Regions from separate parts of the Mus musculus genome. Here region 1 is linked to region 2. A link is a contact called in public ChIA-PET data. All regions are on one chromosome and are shown on one strand. The core of a region is the stretch at or near the end of the contact, and the rest is flanking DNA. Distances in the headings are between cores, read along the strand shown.

What was found. ChIA-PET counts read pairs in DNA pulled down with a chosen protein or histone mark.
Region 1: a contact with region 2 is called in an RNA polymerase II ChIA-PET map of memory CD8 T cells, with 115 read pairs. The contact joins the promoter of Zar1 here to the promoter of Txk in region 2. A contact is called at or near these places in 2 of 115 datasets of contacts at active chromatin or transcription factors (memory CD8 T cells and pancreatic cancer cells) and 3 of 9 other capture datasets (adipose tissue, liver and pancreatic islet).

The regions. Positions count from the first base shown.
Region 1 is chr5:72,575,422-72,582,508 of GRCm38.p6, reverse strand. Zar1 (zygote arrest 1) reads left to right here and starts at 1,425. Exons shown (of 4, transcript NM_174877.3): 1 at 1,425-2,225; 2 at 3,991-4,083; 3 at 4,163-4,237; 4 at 5,106-5,395. The coding sequence starts at 1,452. The coding sequence ends at 5,249. It also overlaps the pseudogene Slc10a4l.
Region 2 is chr5:72,750,359-72,757,064 of GRCm38.p6, reverse strand. Txk (TXK tyrosine kinase) reads left to right here and starts at 4,288. Exons shown (of 15, transcript NM_001122754.2): 1 at 4,288-4,386. The coding sequence starts at 4,371. It overlaps Tec (tec protein tyrosine kinase), which reads left to right. Exons shown (of 19, transcript NM_001113460.2): 19 at 686-1,347. The coding sequence ends at 769.

The sequences.
Region 1 (7,087 bases), core at 176-2,675, 170 kb after region 2:
GTCAGAACGTGCAGCTCTGCACTGCGATTCTCAAACTTCCCGCCTCGCTTTATAGGTAGCATGTACATGTTCCCTCTGCTCTACGCCCTCTTCCAGTCTGCCGAGGCAGGGGTCTTCGTGTTGATCTACAAAATGTACGGAAGTGAGATACTGCACAAGCGAGAGGCCCTAGACGAAGACGAAGACACCGATATTTCTTATAAGAAACTGAAAGAAGAGGAAATGGCAGACACCTCCTATGGCACCGTGGGGACGCATGACTTAGTGATGATGGAGACCACCCAGACCGCCCTCTGACTGAGGAGATACACGGGAGCTGAAACATCACTTCCTATTTGTGACCATTGGTAGCGAGTATGGTTCGCATCCGGGATAAAGATGGGTTGACATTTCCTGTAACAGATTTGCTCTTCCCACTGTAATGTAGTATCTCAGTATTACCCATGTGTTTTTCTAACTCAACAGAGTGTCCCAATATTGCTTACACCTGGATCAGCTAAAGTGCCGCGTCCTCTGCTTAAGTAGTGTGCTGTTTGTTTGTTTGTTTTTTGTTTTGTTTTGTTTTTTTCCATTTCCACCAGCATTGCTACAGATAGGAAATGGGGTTGGAAATGTTTGTAAAACAGAACCATGGGTTTGTTCAACTTACAAACAACCGATTCTGTTCAGGGCGAGCCTGTATTGAGAAAAGTCCAAAACGGGTCAGTGAAACGACAGGATAGCATTGCATCGTCAAGCCAGAGAAAACCGTATTAATGTGTGTGACTACTTGATCTAGTATCTATTGTTAATGGCCATCAACATTGTGCAGGGGTGAAAGGCATTTTTCCCCATATGTTTCCTGTATGTGTATAAACGCATCTCAGCTCCATTTATCGTCTGAAGGAATGATTTACTTAGGAAAATGCGTAGACCTCACCTCAGGGAGAGAAAATGGGCCACTTTGTTCATCCGTGGGAAAGGGCTGTGGCTACAGGCTTTCCTTCCGGAAAGGCCTGTGGCTGGACACTGTCCCACTGCTCTGGTAGACTGGAGCTGTGATCTGAGACAACCTAAGAGGTTCAGAGCAGTCTCCTAACCTTGGTATTTTGCTCCCTAATCAGACACACTGGCCTCCCTTGTCTTCTTCATGACAGACATCTGGAGCTACAGACATGGGGGCCCACCTGGCTCGGCTAATCTCGGTGATGATTCTGGGGTTGAATTCTCATCTCATCTAGTTCCCCTACAAATCCTTGCTGTGGCTAGCAAGGAAAGCTCTTTTTCTGCATCCACGAGGGAGTGGGGGTGGGGGTCGCCTCTTAACCAGTGTGGGGAAGGTTTTGCTCCTCATGGCAACAGCAGGTGGTAGGGCTTTTTCTACCAGTGCGCGGCCGCCTATTTAACGCAGCGTGGAGGGCAGCTGGGCTGCGCTGATGGCTGCCTGGGCGGGCGAGGCGCGGGACGCACCCATGTTCCCGGCGAGCACGTTCCACCCCTGCCCGCATCCTTATCCGCAGGCCACCAAAGCCGGGGATGGCTGGAGGTTCGGAGCCAGGGGCTGCCGACCCGCGCCCCCCTCCTTCCTCCCCGGCTACAGACAGCTCATGGCCGCGGAGTACGTCGACAGCCACCAGCGGGCACAGCTCATGGCCCTGCTGTCGCGGATGGGTCCCCGGTCGGTCAGCAGCCGTGACGCTGCGGTGCAGGTGAACCCGCGCCGCGACGCCTCGGTGCAGTGTTCACTCGGGCGCCGCACGCTGCAGCCTGCAGGGTGCCGAGCCAGCCCCGACGCCCGATCGGGTTCCTGTCAACCCCGTGGCCACGCCGGCGCCGGGAGATCCCCGCGATCCTGGCAGACCGTAGCCCCGTTCTCGTCCGTGACCTTCTGTGGCCTCTCCTCCTCACTGGAGGTTGCGGGAGGCAGGCAGACACCCACGAAGGGAGAGGGGAGCCCGGCATCCTCGGGGACCCGGGAACCGGAGCCGAGAGAGGTGGCCGCGAGGAAAGCGGTCCCCCAGCCGCGAAGCGAGGAGGGCGATGTTCAGGCTGCAGGGCAGGCCGGGTGGGAGCAGCAGCCACCACCGGAGGACCGGAACAGTGTGGCGGCGATGCAGTCTGAGCCTGGGAGCGAGGAGCCATGTCCTGCCGCAGAGATGGCTCAGGACCCCGGTGATTCGGATGCCCCTCGAGACCAGGCCTCCCCGCAAAGCACGGAGCAGGACAAGGAGCGCCTGCGTTTCCAGGTGAGGCCAGCCTGATGGCCTGGACGCCTCCAGAATTGTAGGGCTCCTTCAGGGCTAAGCTGGTGGCTCTGGGTGATGCAGAACATAGAATTCTTCCATGCCATCCGTCTGGTTTTGTTTGTTTGTTTGTTTGTAACATGTTTGGTGTTTTGATTGCATGTTGTATCTGTACACTTCGTTGTAGTGGAGAGATGGGAGCAGAAGAGGGTGTCGGATCCCCTGGGACTGGCGTTTTACAGATGGTTGTGAGTCACCATGTGAGTTTTAGGATCGGAATTACGGTCCTCTAGAAGAACAGGGTGTTGTTTCACAGCTGAGCCATCTCTCCAGCTCTTTGGCATATAGGATTTTGCAGCCGCTGCCTGTTAATACAATGGGAGGCGTTTACACAATAAAAACCAACCCATATGTGTCCTGACCCACTGGCAGCCTCTGCTCCTGGGGAATGCCAGTTGTAATTATTCTGATCACATAAACGCTACACATGAGGTCTCCGCGGAGAATGCGCACAGTCTGGTTTGGACCAAACTTCAGATGGCTGAAGGAAGATAAGTGCACACATGGCAGAAACATAATCTTTTGAACTTCGTTGCGGGGAGAGTCGGTTTCCCAAGGCTCCTTTTTTTATTTCCCCTCTAGATGATCTGTCTTGGTTAACTTGCCGGCTTGTTCTATACCAGCCCCTTCCCTTCGTTTCTGAAGCTGTCAACTGAAGCTTCTCTCTCCCAAACTTGCCTGGCTTAAAAAACAAACAAACAAAAACAAAACACCCCCCCCAAAAAAAAAAACAACAAAAAAAAAAAAGAAAAGAAAAAGAAAAAGAAATAAAAGAAAAAAAAAACCACTCTCCCCATTCATCGAGGCCAGCCACTGCTAAGCTGTTGGATGGTCTTGAGTTGCTGCCTGTGCTAGCAAACAAGGAGGCACAAAGAGTGCTGTAGGTCGTATACCCCCACCAAAGAAATGGAGAGCCCTGAGCTCCAGGAGAGGACTCTGAGACATTCCTTGTTTTTCAGTCATTTCAAGGCTGGTGTGTTTGAGGTTGGGGTGGCAGTGGAATGGGGTGTCAGAAAAAATAGAAAAGTGCTTGGCGGTTGCTGTTCACAGCTGGGTGTGATCTCTTAGGCAGAAATCCCAAGTTTTCGGGCCTCTGTGGTGGTCGTTCACCTATAAAAAATTGCATTAAGAGTTCTTCCAAGCCCTGCCACTCCTAAAGACTTAGTTATAAAAACTTGTTTCCAACTTGTTTGTCACTAAGTGGGAAGCTTGGGAAGTTTAAGAACCAGGTGCTAACACTATGTAGTTCATACCAAATGAGCTAGACTTGGGTAGGTAGCGGGACTCTTTTGGAAACTTACCTAGCATCAAGGAAAATTTAGTATTGGTTGAAGACTTTCAAAGGTTTTAGAAGAGCCTTTCTCTTTCGGCATAACAACTTTCCCATGTGTGAGTGTCCTAATGCATCGCCCACATAAAATGCCACGGGAAGAATCCCAAACTCTAAACCGCACGATTTGGCTTCTCCCTTGTCTGAGGGGGGAAAAACCACTTATCGGTCTGCTGCTATATGAACTATCTTGTTTGGCCTCCGTTTACATATTTGTTTGATTGAGCTATTAGTTCACCTGGTTAACTTAGAGGTTGACCCAAGTCTAACCTTACTACCACGGTAATCTTAAAGTATCAAGTGGAATGTGGTCCCAGGTTCTGAAAATTAGGGTCACTCGGGCATCACTTGCTTAAAGTCTGGTACCCTGCTGTTCAGTTCTTAGAGCAGAAGTACGGCTACTATCACTGCAAGGACTGCAAAATCCGGTGGGAGAGCGCCTATGTGTGGTGTGTGCAGGGCACCAGTAAGGTAAGAGACACCGTGCAGCCCTCCTGCTCTGCTGTGTTGCCGAGTGTCTGCTCCATGCCGATGCTCTTTCTCCTCGCAGGTGTACTTCAAACAGTTCTGCCGAGTGTGTGAGAAATCCTACAACCCTTACAGAGTGGAGGACATCACCTGTCAAGTAAACCAAACGTTTGCATTTTGGAAGAGGGGTTTGGTGCACGACTTTGAGTATATTTCCTGAAGGAGGTGGTTTCCAGTAGCTTTAGGCTCTACCTTTTCCCTCCTCCTTCCTTTTCATTTTTGACTAGGTTGGTGGTAGAAAGTCCCCTCCACTGTGAAATGGGGTGTTTACTCCCTTCTGCTGTTGTAAAACTTGATTGCATGGCCTCTCTTGCATCTGTTACCTTGTTAGCAGTAGAAAGGGCTTGCTTACCTGCCTCTTCCACTCGACCTAAGGGAAAACATATTGCAAAACAGAGTGCCTTTCTGCTAGCTTGAGATGGTACACATTACCCCAATGCTACATAGGAAACACATTCCCAAGTTAGCATATGAAACACAAGAAATTGAGCTCTGGCTTTTCTTGAGAGTTTACAAAGGGAGTTTCCTGTAAGACCATCCTACACTGTCTAGCTCTATGCAGTTTACCCATAACTGTGGCTAAGAGTTTGCTTGCTTAGTATTAATTTAGCACTGTGCCAAGGGACTTAGATAACCTTGAAAACATTTACCTGTTAAAATTAATGACAGAGATAAAGGAATTCCACATCTGAGAGCCCAGTGCACTTAAAGTTGGTAATTGGAGAATTAATTACCTTAGGGTGGGCCCTGTGAAACCGAGAATGGAAAGCCACTAAAGACTCCATCTAGAAAAGGGGACTGTAGTCACTTTTCTACAATAAGGGGCCTTAAACTTCCCTAAGCTTCCCTGCACTTGGTTCTCAGTGCCCAGCACACAGGCCACTTGTTCTGTAATCTGTTTTGAAGCTCCAAGAATCGAGTGGAGACAGGGCTCACCCTTTGTACTTTTCACTCCGATTTTTCAGAGTTGTAAAAGAACTAGATGTGCCTGCCCAGTCAGACTTCGCCACGTGGACCCTAAACGCCCCCATCGGCAAGACTTGTGTGGGAGATGCAAGGACAAACGCCTGTCCTGCGACAGCACCTTCAGCTTCAAATACATCATTTAGTGAGAGTCGAAAACGTTTCTGCTAGATGGGGCTAATGGAATGGACAAGTGAGCTTTCTCCCCTCTTCACCTCTTCCCTTTCCAAATTCTTCATGACAGACAGTGTACTTGGATATAAAGCCTGTGAATAAAAGGTATTGCAAACAAGTTTGAGGCTTTATCCAATTCATGTGTCAGTTTGAGGGGTGCATGTGCGGAGAGTCAATAACTTTCTTAACATTTGTTGATGAGAGTGAGTCAGGCTGACTTAAGGAAGTTAAAGGCACCTCATTCAACAATTAAGATTTTTCTTTCTTTTTGTTTAGTTTTATTTTATTTATAAATATATGAGTACACTGTAGCTGTCTTCAGACACACCAAAAGAAGGCATCAGATCCCATTACAGATAGTTGTGAGCCACCATGTGGTTGCTGGGACTTGAACTCCGGACCTCTGGAAGAGCAGTTGGTACTCTTAACTGCTGAACCATCTCTCCAGCCCAAATCTTAAGGTTTTACAGACAAGAATATTACAGCTTCAGTCTGTAGGTCTGAAGTTCCTAAGAAAGATGTTATTAAAAAGGCCCAGCACACATTAACTTGTGTTGTGCTTTTTAAATTTTAAAGTGGTCCTCATTTAAAGGTCCCCTTGGGAACCTGGAGAGCCCACTGCAGCTGATGCTGGGCGGGCAGCCTCAGGCTCTTCTAATGGAGCAGGTGTTGGTTGTTGGTCTAACACAAGCATCACCACTGGAACCAGGTAAAAACCTCGTTCCCTTCCAGTTTTTCTAAACTTTATTATAGTAGCATCCAACACCTGTCCACTAGGAAGTGAATGCCGGTCTGGCACCTTGGGCACTAGCAAGTATTCGAAGAAACATACTAAAATTCCAAAGTGGGCTTGATGGCTCTCTAGTGTCCTTGTGAGGAGGGGACGGGTCCACCTGGGCCCAGGTTCATCACTGCTCTGTCAAGCTGATGTATGAGCAGTGCTTCCAGCCTTTCAGTCTCCTCATTGGTGTGTCTAACAAGTATCCAAAAGTGTATCAGCAAACACTCAAGACTGAGGACTGGCGTGATGGGGAAGCTCTTCTTGGTAAAAGGACTCAAACCGCCAATGTCAACTGAGCTGGAATTTGAGTTGAGTTTAATAGAAAAGACTCATTTCACATGAGGACAACATGTGCAAAGGACCCTCTGGTAGAGAAAACCAGAGAGGCTAAATACTGAGTTTATGACAGACGGTAAAACTGGCCATTGAGGTCTGGCCATTACGTAGTCATCCATGAGAAAGCACTAAAGGGGGTCTTACCTTTTCATATTTATTTTATGCATGCTTTTCCTGCATGTTATGTGTACAGCAAGAATGCCTGGTGACCAAGAAAGCAACAAGAGGGCACTGCATATCCTGGGGTGGAAGTTTCAGTTGAAGCCACCGTGTGGGTGCTGGGAATGGAGCCCCAAGTCCTCTACAAAGGCATGTTAACCGCCCTTGTAGTCTGTTAACTGTGGAGCCACCTCTCAAGCCCTCACTAAAACATTTGAAAGGTGTACTGTGGATAGTGGACCATGAGGATAGATTGTCTTTTAAAGGAAAACACTCTGGGTGCCTGCTGACAGGTAAGGAGTTTTAGGGATTAAAGTGGGGCTGGTTAGAAGTGGGCATTAAGATCCATGTGCTTAAAGGGTCAGGCTTCATGTGTTCTCATGGGCTAGCTCTCTCTTAGTTGGGACTAAGCCCAGGCAGAGATAACGCAGTTGACTCGTCCTGGGTGGGGCATGATGGGCATACTATGTGCTCAGTACTTGCCAAGTAGATGAACCTGCAAAGAGTCCCGAGACAACCCCACCGGCTGTTAAA
Region 2 (6,706 bases), core at 3,039-5,538:
AACTGTGAGGTAGAAAGTTTCACTTTCTTTAAACCCATTGTCTCTAGGTATCTTACTTAATCTCTAGAAACATTGAAATACCACCTCCGTAGAAGACATTAAACCCCAGAGAGACCCTTGAAAGACTGCAGTTCACATATATTTCATATCCAACCCTTTAGATTTCATTTTCAGAGTAACCCTTTGAGGCATAGATGCTTGTACTGTGACCATAAGGCTCACGAGGGTGATACTTGCCCGGGGCCAGTTACCTCCAGAACATCAGAGGCCCATCCTGCACCGAAGCCATCACTTGCTATAATACCTCCCACCAGCACTGACTGGGGTGCACAGAGGCTAATTGGGTGGGAAGTGGTAGCAGGGAGAGCAGTGTGAGCAAAGTGGAGGATTTGGTTATAAACATGGTGTGTGTGCCAGGAGAGCTTAGTCTGAATTTTGTGGGAAATGAGGTTAGCTGATGAGGAGATGGAGTGGGGGGTCACAGAGGGCCCTCAAAATGAGTAAGACAAGGGCTCCAAAACGAACCCAGCAGCTTTGGGGTTGGTTAGGGCAAAGAGAAATCATCCTGTGTTTCCCCATTCCCCAGGAGTCTTGCCTCTGCAGAGTCGCGCAGGATTTGAGCAGTAAGAATTTTCTGGGGAGCCGCTTCTGAAACTCATAGCTTCTCTTCGATTTTTAACTGTAGAGACCAGAGGGAAGGCCTTCCTTTGAAGACTTGCTGCGTACGATAGATGAACTAGTTGAATGTGAAGAAACTTTTGGAAGATGAATGGTGGCCCCAGTTTCCAAGGCAAGAGGAAGAAATGGTGTGCCATCGGAACGCAATTCTCTTGGCACCTGGGAGTATAGACTGCTCTGCTTACAACACGGGAGCCCCAGCGCATCTGCTGCTGATCCAGCCTGAGCTCAGTGGCTGCTTTGCCGGCTGCACAGATGGTCTCTCAGAGCTGGTGACTTGAAGCACTCATTTTGCTCATTTCTTCAAGGGTTTGAGTGCCAGCCATGTATACCAGGCTCTGTGCCCAGGCCTCAGGAGATGAACATGGGACTATGCTAGCTGATGCTAGCAGAAAGCCAGGGTGGTTGTGATGGGGACGAGTCATGTCCCAGCGTCTCTTCCATGCCCTTTGGCTTTTACATAAACCTGGGCCTGGAGTGTTGTCTACCACTGAGTTCTAGGAAAAGCAGGAACCCACCTGGATACGTAGTAATCCTCTGTTTTGGAAACATCTCTTTCCAAACTTGTTCTTAGTAGTATGCTTAAAAATTTGTATATTGTATATATTGTAAATACATATAATATATAAAGTTATATATTTATAAGTAACATACGTTTATCTCTTTAGCTGAAATTTTTGTTGTTTTTGTTTTCTGAGACAGGGTCTCACTACGTAGACCATCCTATCCCCAAACTTGCAGAGATCTGCCTTTAATGGGAAGTTTTAGGAGTAGAGAATGTCTAGTCCTAAATCTGACAGCTGCCAATTCTATCTCACCCAGGGATCAAATATGGCTTTCTGAAGAGAAGACTGCCTGGATCCCTTAGTTGTTAGATACTTGATTCACAAGCAGACTCGTACAAATAGCAGTGCTTGCCCCTCTCGAGCCATGGTCTGTGATGAACTATCTGACCTGAGCATTGTGGTCAGAGCTGATTAGAATTAGGTAGGAATTTTCATGTCAGAATTAAGTAATTCCAAAGTCCTAAGAATGTTTCCAGGACATTGAAGATGCTCCTGTTGAAGTGCTAGGCTCTGGACCAGAGGTGTTAGAACCAAGTGGTATATAATCCAACTAGGTCCCCAGAATGGCTTATCTGTGGGAGTCCAGGATGCTGCCAAAGGAACTAGGGAGAAAGTGTTCCAAGCTGCCATGTGTTTTTCAAGAAGCCTGGTTGGACTTGGATCCCTGGATTAGTGAAAGTCTCCATCCCAACCCTGCACCAGGCCCTGATGTCCAGTTTCTCTCAGTGAATTTCGCTTGCAGTTTCCTTTTCCTCACGAGCTTCAGGAGAAGAAGCTAACCCAGTTCTTGTGGGTGCCAGAGGTTTTCCACAGAGATCCCTGTCCAGGCCTGGTACGAGGGTTCCAGTGTAGGGAAGTGAGTGCAGGCAGGGAGACGAAGTCTCTGCTGTGCCTTCCAGGTCGCTCAGTAACTCCAAGCCAATCTGAACTGAGTGGAGTGGGGCTGAGCCAATGAGAAGCCGACTATCCAGTGAGGAGTGGGGCGGGACCTCAGGTGGCTCTTCGGGAGAGAAGATCTCTTCCCAAGTGTTACATACAGCTTTTGGAACAAAAGACTCAGAGGAAGAAGTAGTTCTCACGTACCTTTAATTCCCTGAATGGATTTATATACAGTACTGGGGGTGATTCAGGGTTCGACAGCGGGTACCTCTCATTGGCTTGGACTGAGAGTTTGGGGGAAACCTTATTTGCATGTGGAAAGGCTTGGTGCTGTTCCTACGAGACTGATAGCATGTGCCTCTCCTGTGGGGGCTGTAACTTTGACAGGAGTCAGGGGTCCAGGAGACATGATGAAACGTCTTCTGTCCCATGTAGGTGGAAATTACCACCCTCTGGGTCCCACCAAGGTTCAAGACCTAAGCTCGATTGGAGACCAGGCTGTCTCTGCGTAGCCCGTTGCCCCACATGTTCCCATCAGTAGAAACCATTTCCTATCCAACACACTGTTCTTGGTATTTGAGAGCTCCCCCTTCCCATATCAGTAGCCCCTGTAATCCCTCCCACCCTGGAGCATGTGGTGAGCACACAGACTGGAGCTGGCTGCTGACTTCCCTCTGACCATGGAGAACCACCGATTTGGTTAAGAGTCTGTGCCGCCATATTGAAGGTTGGGCCGAAGGCTAAGCTCATTCCTTTTATAATGGATAAAAAAATGAAATATTCTCATCATAATGTGCCATATTCCTTCCAACTCCCCACATCACAAAACCATACACACTTTTTAATCAACTCCTTCAAGCAGCTGGTGATATGCAGGCATGCCTTACTATTATTGCTAAGATAGGCCCCACCTATCTTCTCCTTTTATCTGGATGAGCTGTGAAAGGAACCAGGGTGTGCTCAGGAAAGTTACAAGAAGGTTGAGTTCCTGTGTGAACAATTTGAAATACTCTTTCTTATCACATGTAGGTCTCAGGGGGCAGGATACATGTGTGTATGTGTGCATATGTGCCTGTGTGCATATGGGGGCTAGAGTTGATGCTGTGTGTTTTCTTCGATTGCTTTCCACCTTGTGTAGTGAGGTAGAATCTCTCATTGAACTCAGAGCTGGCTGATTTGGCTGGTCTAGCTAGCCAGTTTGCCCTCAGGATCTCTTGTCTCCATCTCCCAAGCACTTGGTTTACTGGTGGGAGACCGTGCTCTCTTGTCAATTATGTAACTTTTCTGGCTCTGAACTTGGGTCCTTATACTTCAGTGTCAAACACTTTGCTCACTGAGCCATTTCCATAGCCCATACAAATGCTTCCTATGGGAAAACAGAACAAATGAAAGGGAGCGCTCACGCTGTAGACTTGTTCATCCAACCGAGGTGCCAATGGGAACCTGTCAAAGCTGAGGCTAAATCTTTTCTTTTCTCTGTCCCTGTCTTTCTGTCTCTCTGTCTCTGTCTGTCTGTCTGTCTGTCTCTCTGCCTCTCCTGTCTCTGTCTGTATCTCTGTCTGTCTCTCTGTCTCTGTCTTTCTCTCTGTCTGTCAAGGTTTCTCTATGTAACCCTGGCTGTCCTGGAACTCTATGTAGACCAGGCTGGCCTTGAACTCACTCGCCTCTGCCTCCCAGAGTGCTGGGATTAAAGACTTTTGCCACCACACCTAGCTTCAGCCAGTTTTTAAAACAGATCTTTAGATTCTCCCCTAATCCCAAACCAAGTCTTTAGAGTCAGTCCTAAATCAGAGGGCCAAACATCCTAGTTTGGATATTCATGATCCTAGAAGTCGATTTTCCCTGTACCACTATGAGCCCTCCAGTAAGTAAAATTTCTTCTTGTATGGTCCTTTATTCCAGTATCAGCACAGGGAAGACAGTTTAAGTTGACTACTATGAAGGCCCCTTTTACCGAAATTCTGTGATTTCTTCAAAGTGTTTTCTAGACACACCCACAGCGTAGGTATAAGGAAGTGCTAACACTTCAGATCTGGATACAGAGCTCTGAAGTTTCTTATGTAGGCCACTGGGTTGTCATTCACACACTCTTGAGGTTTTCAGAACAGGAAATTAGGTGGGGTAAACTTTGCCTGTGAGAAACGTCACAGGCCAACAACTATGCTTTCAGTTGAAAGATGTGTTACCGTGAGTGGAACAGAGCTGAAGAACCAAGGCTTCTGTGTATGGCCAGCAAGCAGGGTCGCCATGATCCTGTCCTCTTGTGAGTAAGATGGGCTTTACCATTTAATGTCACAGCGTGTTTATGGGTGTGTTGCCTACTGGTGACCCCTAGGAGTGGGTTTTGCTAAAACAAGGAATTTGTGAAATCCTAAAGATGATTTCTTCAGATGTAGTGACAGGATTTTGTGGCTTAGTTAAATGTCCACTGCCTCTTGATAAAATTATATACTTGAGAATTGAGAATACAGATGACAATAGCAAAAAAAAAAAAAGTTGTGTACTTAGCATGTGTGGAAATTCGGTCAGTGTGATGGGATATGTTTGTTTTTTGAATGATAATGAACTCAGAGTTGAGGGTGAAGAGATCAGACTTTTCTGGTTTAGCCTCAGCTTTGACAGGTTCCCATTGGCACCTCGGTTGGATGAACAAGTCTACAGTGTGAGCGCTCCCTTTCTGCCTCCTCCTATAGCCGTCACAAGTAAACAGTGGGCAAAGCTGGCAAGCACATCAACTAATCTGAGAGTTGCTTTGAAAGACTTCAAGACGATTTTTGGAAGCACTCCACAGTTAAGACTCAAGAGAGGCTAATTATGTATAGGGGTTTAGGAAAGGAAAAAAAAAAGACGATCTCTGATTTTAATTCTAGATGCCCTGGGAATCAAACATCAGTAGAACTTAGTCATTCTAGATTAGGCCAGAATTCTGATTTATTTTTAGCTGGCAGTAGGAAAAAACTGACCGAATTTTACATATCTCTTTAAGCCACAGCACGTTATTAGGACCTCCAGACATTGGTAGGATTTATAAAAATAATCAAATGCTATTTTTGTTGTGCCTTCCTGAATATGATTTACAGTTTGATTCACTAAGAACAAAACAAGACAATAACAACAACAACAGCAACAGCAACAAAAAGGTTTCTTGTTATCAGAAATAGGCCAAGCAGCTCAAGACAGAAAAAGATACAAAGAATTGTCACGAGTCCCCACCTCCCCAAGGGCAGAATAATGTTGAGCAGATGCAGAATATGGACTTTTAAAGGCTTTGATTGTTTCTCATGAGATCAGAACCAGGGGAAGGAAGGCCATGTGTTATGACAGGAAAGGCTCAGCTACGTGTAAGGCAAGTAGATGCAGAGGCTGTCTAGGGATGAAGTGGGAGACTACTTATCTATGGGGTCTTAGATTTCCCCGTGGCCTGGGGGGGGAGGAATGGTTTTAATGCAATGTCCCTGTACCATCCAGTGTCTGTCTGTCTGTCTGTCTGTCTGTGTCCTTCTGCCATGAGCCATAGCTAAACCACTCCATTTTCTTCTGCGTGAAATAATGAGTATTCGCCATTGACAAGGCACCACCAAGTGCCCTCCAGGGTGTTTTAAACTTAAGGATGCTTATTTGTATGCGCCAAACACATTGACTGTTCAAGGGGCTGCCATGGTGACCTGGAGTCACAGGCTGCTGGAAGGGAAGAGGAGGTAGTTGTATAGAGTGGGGTTTTGATCATAAAGGAATGATGGTGGCCTCTGAACAGGGTCCAAGACACTCCTCCAGTGAGGTTACATTTGTGAAGTGTTGGAATTGCCAGTGTGTTTGGCAGCTAAGTTACCGTGAGAGCAAACTCAGACATTTACTTAGATGGCAAGATCCCAGTACAGCAGCTAAGGATTAGAAATTTCTCCCTTTCACCTCTTCTTGAATGCTTTTAATCTATTGTTTGTGGAAAGAAAAACCATATAAAAATGTTTCATATATATACATATATATACACATATGTATGTATATATATGTGTATATGTATATATATGTGTGTGTGTGTGTGTGTGTGTGTGTGTGTGTGTGTAATCTTATGGTCCAGTTTGCCTGATACATGCCTGGGGGTTCTGCTTAAATGCAGGTTTCTAGGTTCATTATCATCATTTGATCTGAGGGTACAGTAAGAAACTTTGATTGCACTGTATTTCCAGGGCCTCTCCATTCCCAGAGTACTCTCATACCAGCCCTGCAAAGCTAATGGACCATTATTACTGTAATTAATATGAGGATAAGCCGGGTAGCTGGGATAGGCATCCTTTAGGCTGGCCTCTGGTGCTAACTACTTTCAGGTATGATCAACCCCTCATCCTAGGCATTGGACTCTTTACCTCTCTCAGATAGAGTATGTAAAAACAATGGGATGCCACCTCTGAGACTTGGTGCACAAAAGACGGAGCTCTTGTCTTTGCTGCGTCTGTGAACATGGAAGTGGTTTTCTAGCTCCAAGCCAGCAGGGTTTAACTGCAGCTTCAGTGAGCTCTGCTGAGCCGTTAGAGAACTTGAAGGGACGCTGGCTAGCCCAAGTATGGCAAACACAGCTCTGGCAG